2 separate regions of the Sus scrofa genome follow, and region 1 is linked to region 2. A link is a contact called in public Hi-C data. All regions are on one chromosome and are shown on one strand. The core of a region is the stretch at or near the end of the contact, and the rest is flanking DNA. Distances in the headings are between cores, read along the strand shown.

Region 1 (2,745 bases), core at 213-2,712, 77 kb before region 2:
TTGAACCACCAAAGTCAAAGACCTTTAGTTCCTCCTCAAGACCTATAGATAATAACCTGAGCCATAGCCTTTGAGCTGTTTTGCAGACTGAAAGCCCCACCAGGTGGAAGAAGTTAACTCTCTGCCACCGACAAGCAGGTAGACACTCACCCCAGACCAGCTGAAACCAGAAGGTTGATGATGTTGACTCCCAATTACATCACCACCGACCAATCAGAAGGATGTCCACGAGCTGATCACGCACACGGCAACCCCGCCCCCAACTCTGTCTTGAAAAACCTTTCCCTGAAAGCCATCAGAGAGTAGGGTCTTTTAAGCACTCTGTGGGGGCTCCTTGCTTGGCACCCATCAATCAAGGCTGCGCTTTCTCTCACTCCAACCCAGCGTCCGTAGGTTGGCTTTACTGTGCATGGGTGAAGGGACCCAAGTTTGGTCCAGTAATTAGTAAAGATCTGGTTTTTGTGATATTTTTGTTTCACTATATAAAATGTGGGCACCCTACGTCTCGATATAAAATCTGTTTCTTTCTCTAGGTCTTAAGCTAAAACTTCTGAAGGCCCGTTGTCCAACTGGAGAAAGTTGTGGAAGCTGTGGTTCAAGCCAGGGCAATGAGCATGAGTGAAGCAGAACAATAAATAGGCTGACTAGACCAGACCAGCGCTTCTCAGCCTTCAGCATGCCACTGAACGACTGGGGCATCTTGTTGAAAGGGAGGTTCTGATTCAGCAAGCGGAGAAGGGGATGCTGAGATTCTGTGTTCCTGTCAAGTCCCTATGCTTTGAGTAGCAAGGCTTTGAATCCAAGAGATTCTCAATAATGCTGCACAGGAGAATCACGTGGGAGGCTTTTAAAAACCCTGCTACCCAGGCCCCACACCAGAACAATTTAATTGGAATCTCTGGGGTGGGGCTCAGCATCTGCAGTTCTTAAAAGCTCCCCAGGTGATTGCAATGTGCAACCGGAAATGGCAGCTGCAGGTTCCCCGGAGTAACCTTAGTGCAGAGAACAGTGCCTGAGCTGAGGTGGGAGGGAAGTGAGGTGTGGCGTCAGGGACTGGTGTCTGAGGAAAGATTTGACCAAGGGCAAAAGATTTCCTAGGACAAGACAATTTGCCTCTTAGTGGAGGTGAAGGGAGGGGTCTCTGATGGAATTCCTAGGCATGGGGCTATCTGCTAACCCAGGTCACATGTCCTGCCAGGACCTAGAACAGACCGTGCCTTCACCCTAATGAAACAAGTTAGAGCTCCCAGGAGCTTACTGGCAGCAGGGTTGCGGGTGGGGGTGGCTGGGCTCACATGCCCCGGCAGTTCAGACAGTTTCAAAACCTTCCTAGGGCGTTCCGAGAAGGTGCTGCCAGCTGCTCCCACGCGCCTCCCCCCTCTGCCCAGCCGGAGAAAGGGCCAGTGAGCCAAGAGATTACAAGCCCTTGGATCAACATGAGCGCTTCAGCATAAAGCGCCAGCGCCCTGGGTTCTGACGCCCCCTGGTGGACATCTAGAGTTGACATCGGTAACGGACAAACACGACCCTGTCCAGGTACACTTTTTTTAAATATAATTTTTAAAGGTTCCTTTACATTTACAGTTATTACAGAGTATCACTATATTCTTCATATTTACAATACACCCTTGAGCCTATATTACATCTAGTAGTTTGTACCTCCCTTTCCCCCACCTCTGAATTACCCCTCCCCCTCCTTGGGTTCTGTATAACCATTAGTTCTGTGTATCTGTGCGTTGGCTTCTTTTTTGTTTTATTCACTAGATGTATTTTTTAGATTTCCGCACGTAAGTGATATCATGCAGTATTTGTCTTTATCCATTTATTTGTTGATGAAGGTATTTTTTCCTTTTTTCGGCCTTGCAAAATTGGTAATTTATTATTAGTTTATTGACTATAGTTGGTTTACAACGTTAGTCTCCAGTGTGCATGCAGCAAAGTGATTCAGCTATACATACACATGCATTCTTTTTCAGGTTCTTTTCCATTCCAGTTTATACAGAATATTGAGTATAGCTCCCTGTGCTACACAGTAGGACCTGTTTATCCATTCTATACATAGTAATTTGTATCTGCTAATCCCAAACTCCCAATCCATCCCTTCCCCTACCCTTTCCCCTTTGATAACCATAAATTTGTTTTCTGTGTCTGTGAGTCTATTTCTGTTTCCTAAGTTCATTTGTACCATATTTACAGATTCCACATATAAGTGATACCATATGATATTTGTCTTTCTCTGACTTATTTTACTTAGTATGATAATCTCTATGTCCATCCATGTGTTACAAATTGTATTATTTCATTCTTTTTACTAATGAATAGTACTCCAGTGTGTGTGTATGTGTGTGTGTATACCACAACTTCTTTATCCATTCCTTAGTATGACAATCTCTAAGTCCATCCATGTTGTTACAAATGGCATTATTTCATTCCTTTTACTACTGAATAGTACTCCATTGTGTGTGTGCATGTGTGTGTGTGTGTGTGTGTGTGTGTATACCACAACTTCTTTATCCATTCCTCTGTTGATGGACATTTATGTTGCTTCCATGTCTTGGCTATTGTGAACAGTGCTGCTATGAATGTAGGGGTGCATGTATCTTTTCAAAAAAATTTTTAGGGCAGCACCCATGGCATACAGAAGTCCCCATGCTAGGGGTCAAATTGGAGCTACAATTGCTAGCCTACACCACAGCCAGATTGGAGCTGCGTCTGTGACCTATACCACAGCTCATAGCAACGCCA
Region 2 (2,910 bases), core at 31-2,530:
ATGTGATCCGTGTGTCTGAGGAATTGAATTTTTATTAAATAATTTAAATTTGGTCACATGTGACTATGGATACTGTATTAAACAGTGTATCTCCAAGCACTATTTTACCTGCATCCGTAGATTTTGTTATATTTAAATTAAAAATATTTTCTAATTTTTCTTGTGAATTCGTCTTTACATAAATTATTTACAAATGTGCTATTCAATTTCCTGATATTTTAGGGGTTTTCTGTCTTGTTACTGATTTCTAATTTAATTCCATTCTGATTAGAGAATACACCACGTATAATTTCAATACTCTTCAACTTAAGACTTATTAAGTGGTTCAAATCTTTTGTCCTGAATTGTCTCGTTATTCTATTAATTGCTAGGGAGTGGGTGTTAAAATCTGTGGCAGAATTATCTTTCTCCCCACAATTCCATAAATGTTTAATTCATATATTTTAAGGCTGTCATGCAGTTCACATACATATATCTTCCCAATGAATTGTCTCTTTTTATCATCATGAAATATTCCTATTTTTATCTACGGTAATATCTTTTTATCTGGTGTTTATACAGCCACTCTAGTCTAATTATGTGCATTTGCATGTTCTATTTCTTTCCATCTTTTGACTTTCAACTCACCTGTGTTTTTAAAGTGTTTCTTGTAGGCAGCATTTAAATGGGCCAAGAAAAAAAAAAAAAAAAAGACAACTCAGTGTTCAAGATTTATTAAATTAGATGAGGAATTCCCACACTGGTGCACATACCAGCTTGTATACAGTTATAAGGGCATATCACTTGTTTACAAAGATACAGCTGAGCAGTAAGTTGGCAAGTCTAATAAGCCATCTTTAGCCAACTAAAATGTCAAGATCAAAAGTAAACAGTAAAGGTCATGCAAGTTCTAGAATAATGAATCATGACAAAGCTCACTCATTTGATTCTTTACCTTTGAAATGCACATGACATCTAAAACCAGAAAAATCTAAAGACTGGAAGGTTGTAATAGTCAAATATACATTTCATTCAGGAATATTAAAGCCTTTTACCACTTACCAACTTGTTTGATTGGAAAAATCTCGATCCTAACTATAGAAAAGAGTTTTTTGGAAGAGATTTACTGCTGTAAAATGCATGCCTGTTATTCATATTATGCCTTGAAGTCATTGAGCTTTCATTAAAGTATGATAAAGCACAACAGTTAAACCAGGAATCCCAACTATGACCTTTCACTCACCTACACTAAATATCAGTTTAAGATAAAACACTAAAGACTAAAATAGACTGTGAGTAGTGAAACAAATCAGTGAGGCTGTAATAATCCAGATCTATTTTAAGGTTCTTGGTGTCACTTAAGTAAGTTAAGAGACAGTGGATTTCTTCTTAGGTGATAGGATTGAACTGCCTTTTAACAAACAGCTGATGATCAGGTTTATAACAATGGCTGACTAGAAAATAAAGTCCTAACTGATGTAGCCTCAAACTTATTTGTTCACATCTACATTTACCTTACAGCAACCAAATACTTACAGGGAGACATGATCAAAGACCCTTTTGCAAGCTTTGCCTTCCTACACCCTTTATTCCCTCCTCCCCCCAAACTCCTATACAAGTTTCCCCTGCTTGAAGCTAAAAGGTCAATTCTGAATTCAAACTTGTATGAACTAGGTTTATAAGGTTAACATGCAAATAAGGGGGTAAAGTTAAATTCATTTGACAACAGCAAACATTATAAATGTATGCTACTATCTTGCTGAACAGAAGACTCGGGAAAACCACAAATATAACAAAACACAACATTAAGCTTAAAAACAAAGAATCTGGAAGTAATTTTACAGTGGTTGAAGTTATCCACCAAATGCTTAATGACCACAAAATGTTTCTGCATCTAAAACTAAAAGAATTATAGGGAGCTGGGAATACATGTTAGATACTAACGATCTTCAAGCTTTGAAGATGTCATTGCATGAAGAAAATTATGGGAAACACTGTTCCCGATAATTACGTACACCCTTAGTGTAACATATGGAGATCACTGTCTCCGATATAGACACTGTGGTAGGCAAAAACTACCTTGTTCTTTATACATTATGGAAGACACTGCTCCCGATAATGTGAGTTAGGTTTGTGACAAAGGTACTGGAAATTTTGCAAAATTCGAATTAAAGTTACACCTTGGAAAAATTGAGCTGTAAAATTTTGCACATAGGCATAGGATCACAGCCTTTAAGTGACATTAATTTATAAGTTGGTCACAATTCACTGCACTTAAGAGAACTGCCATTTTTTTCTGGTTAGCTAAATAGAAATCTGATTTGATTAGCACTGACTAATTAATTCTTCTCCAAGACTTAGCTTATAATTTTATTTGGCTTGCGGCTGTTTTCTAACACTCTCAAGTGTTGACCATAAATGCAAAACTTCCAGTATCTGTTGGGTTTTACTAGCAGATGCTGCTTTTATTTAAAAAAAAAAAAACGACAGTATAACTGTCATAATTATGGAAGGCACTGCTTCCGATAATTATCTTCTATAAAAAAAACACCATTTATAGTGAACTCTGTCACTGATAAATAAACAATAAATATCTCAGTGCCAAAATGACAGGAAGCTTTACCAAAAACTTAACACTTTGGCCAAAATTTGGCAGTGTGTTCTTTAAAGTCTGACAAACTGAGTTTGAAATTAAACACCGAAAACTGGCTCTCCTTCAAAATACCTTGGAAAAAACAAAAAACAAAATAAAGTTCTATGGGACAAGCAACAGAGGAAAAGAAAATACACTAGGTCTTTGGCTTCTGGTCTCCTCTTTTCATAATCTTGAGGTTAACACATTAAGGCCTCACTCCTGCGCTAAACAGTTGAACATCATTTTATGCAGCTGAAGGATCTCTATTTCAGACCCTCAGCTGGCAAGAAAACAAG

The links. A called contact is a pair of places that touch in the nucleus more often than the background predicts.
Region 1: a Hi-C map of skeletal muscle shows a contact between it and region 2, with 4 times the contacts expected there. The contact joins two enhancer-like sites. A contact is called at or near these places in 2 of 5 promoter capture datasets (fetal liver and fetal skeletal muscle) and 1 of 47 Hi-C or Micro-C datasets (skeletal muscle).

The regions. Positions count from the first base shown.
Region 1 is chr13:134,075,583-134,078,327 of Sscrofa11.1, reverse strand. It overlaps the pseudogene LOC106505774. Among named protein-coding and RNA genes, the nearest start is that of TNK2, 5.3 kb to the left of the region's middle. Within about 2 kb of position 1,462, at least 15 of the 83 cell types and tissues checked have an H3K27ac peak or open chromatin away from gene starts, as enhancers often do. A contact at or near this core is called in skeletal muscle, where this site is marked.
Region 2 is chr13:133,998,066-134,000,975 of Sscrofa11.1, reverse strand. No RefSeq gene overlaps it. Among named protein-coding and RNA genes, the nearest start is that of TFRC, 23 kb to the right of the region's middle. Within about 2 kb of position 1,280, at least 2 of the 83 cell types and tissues checked have an H3K27ac peak or open chromatin away from gene starts, as enhancers often do. A contact at or near this core is called in skeletal muscle, where this site is marked.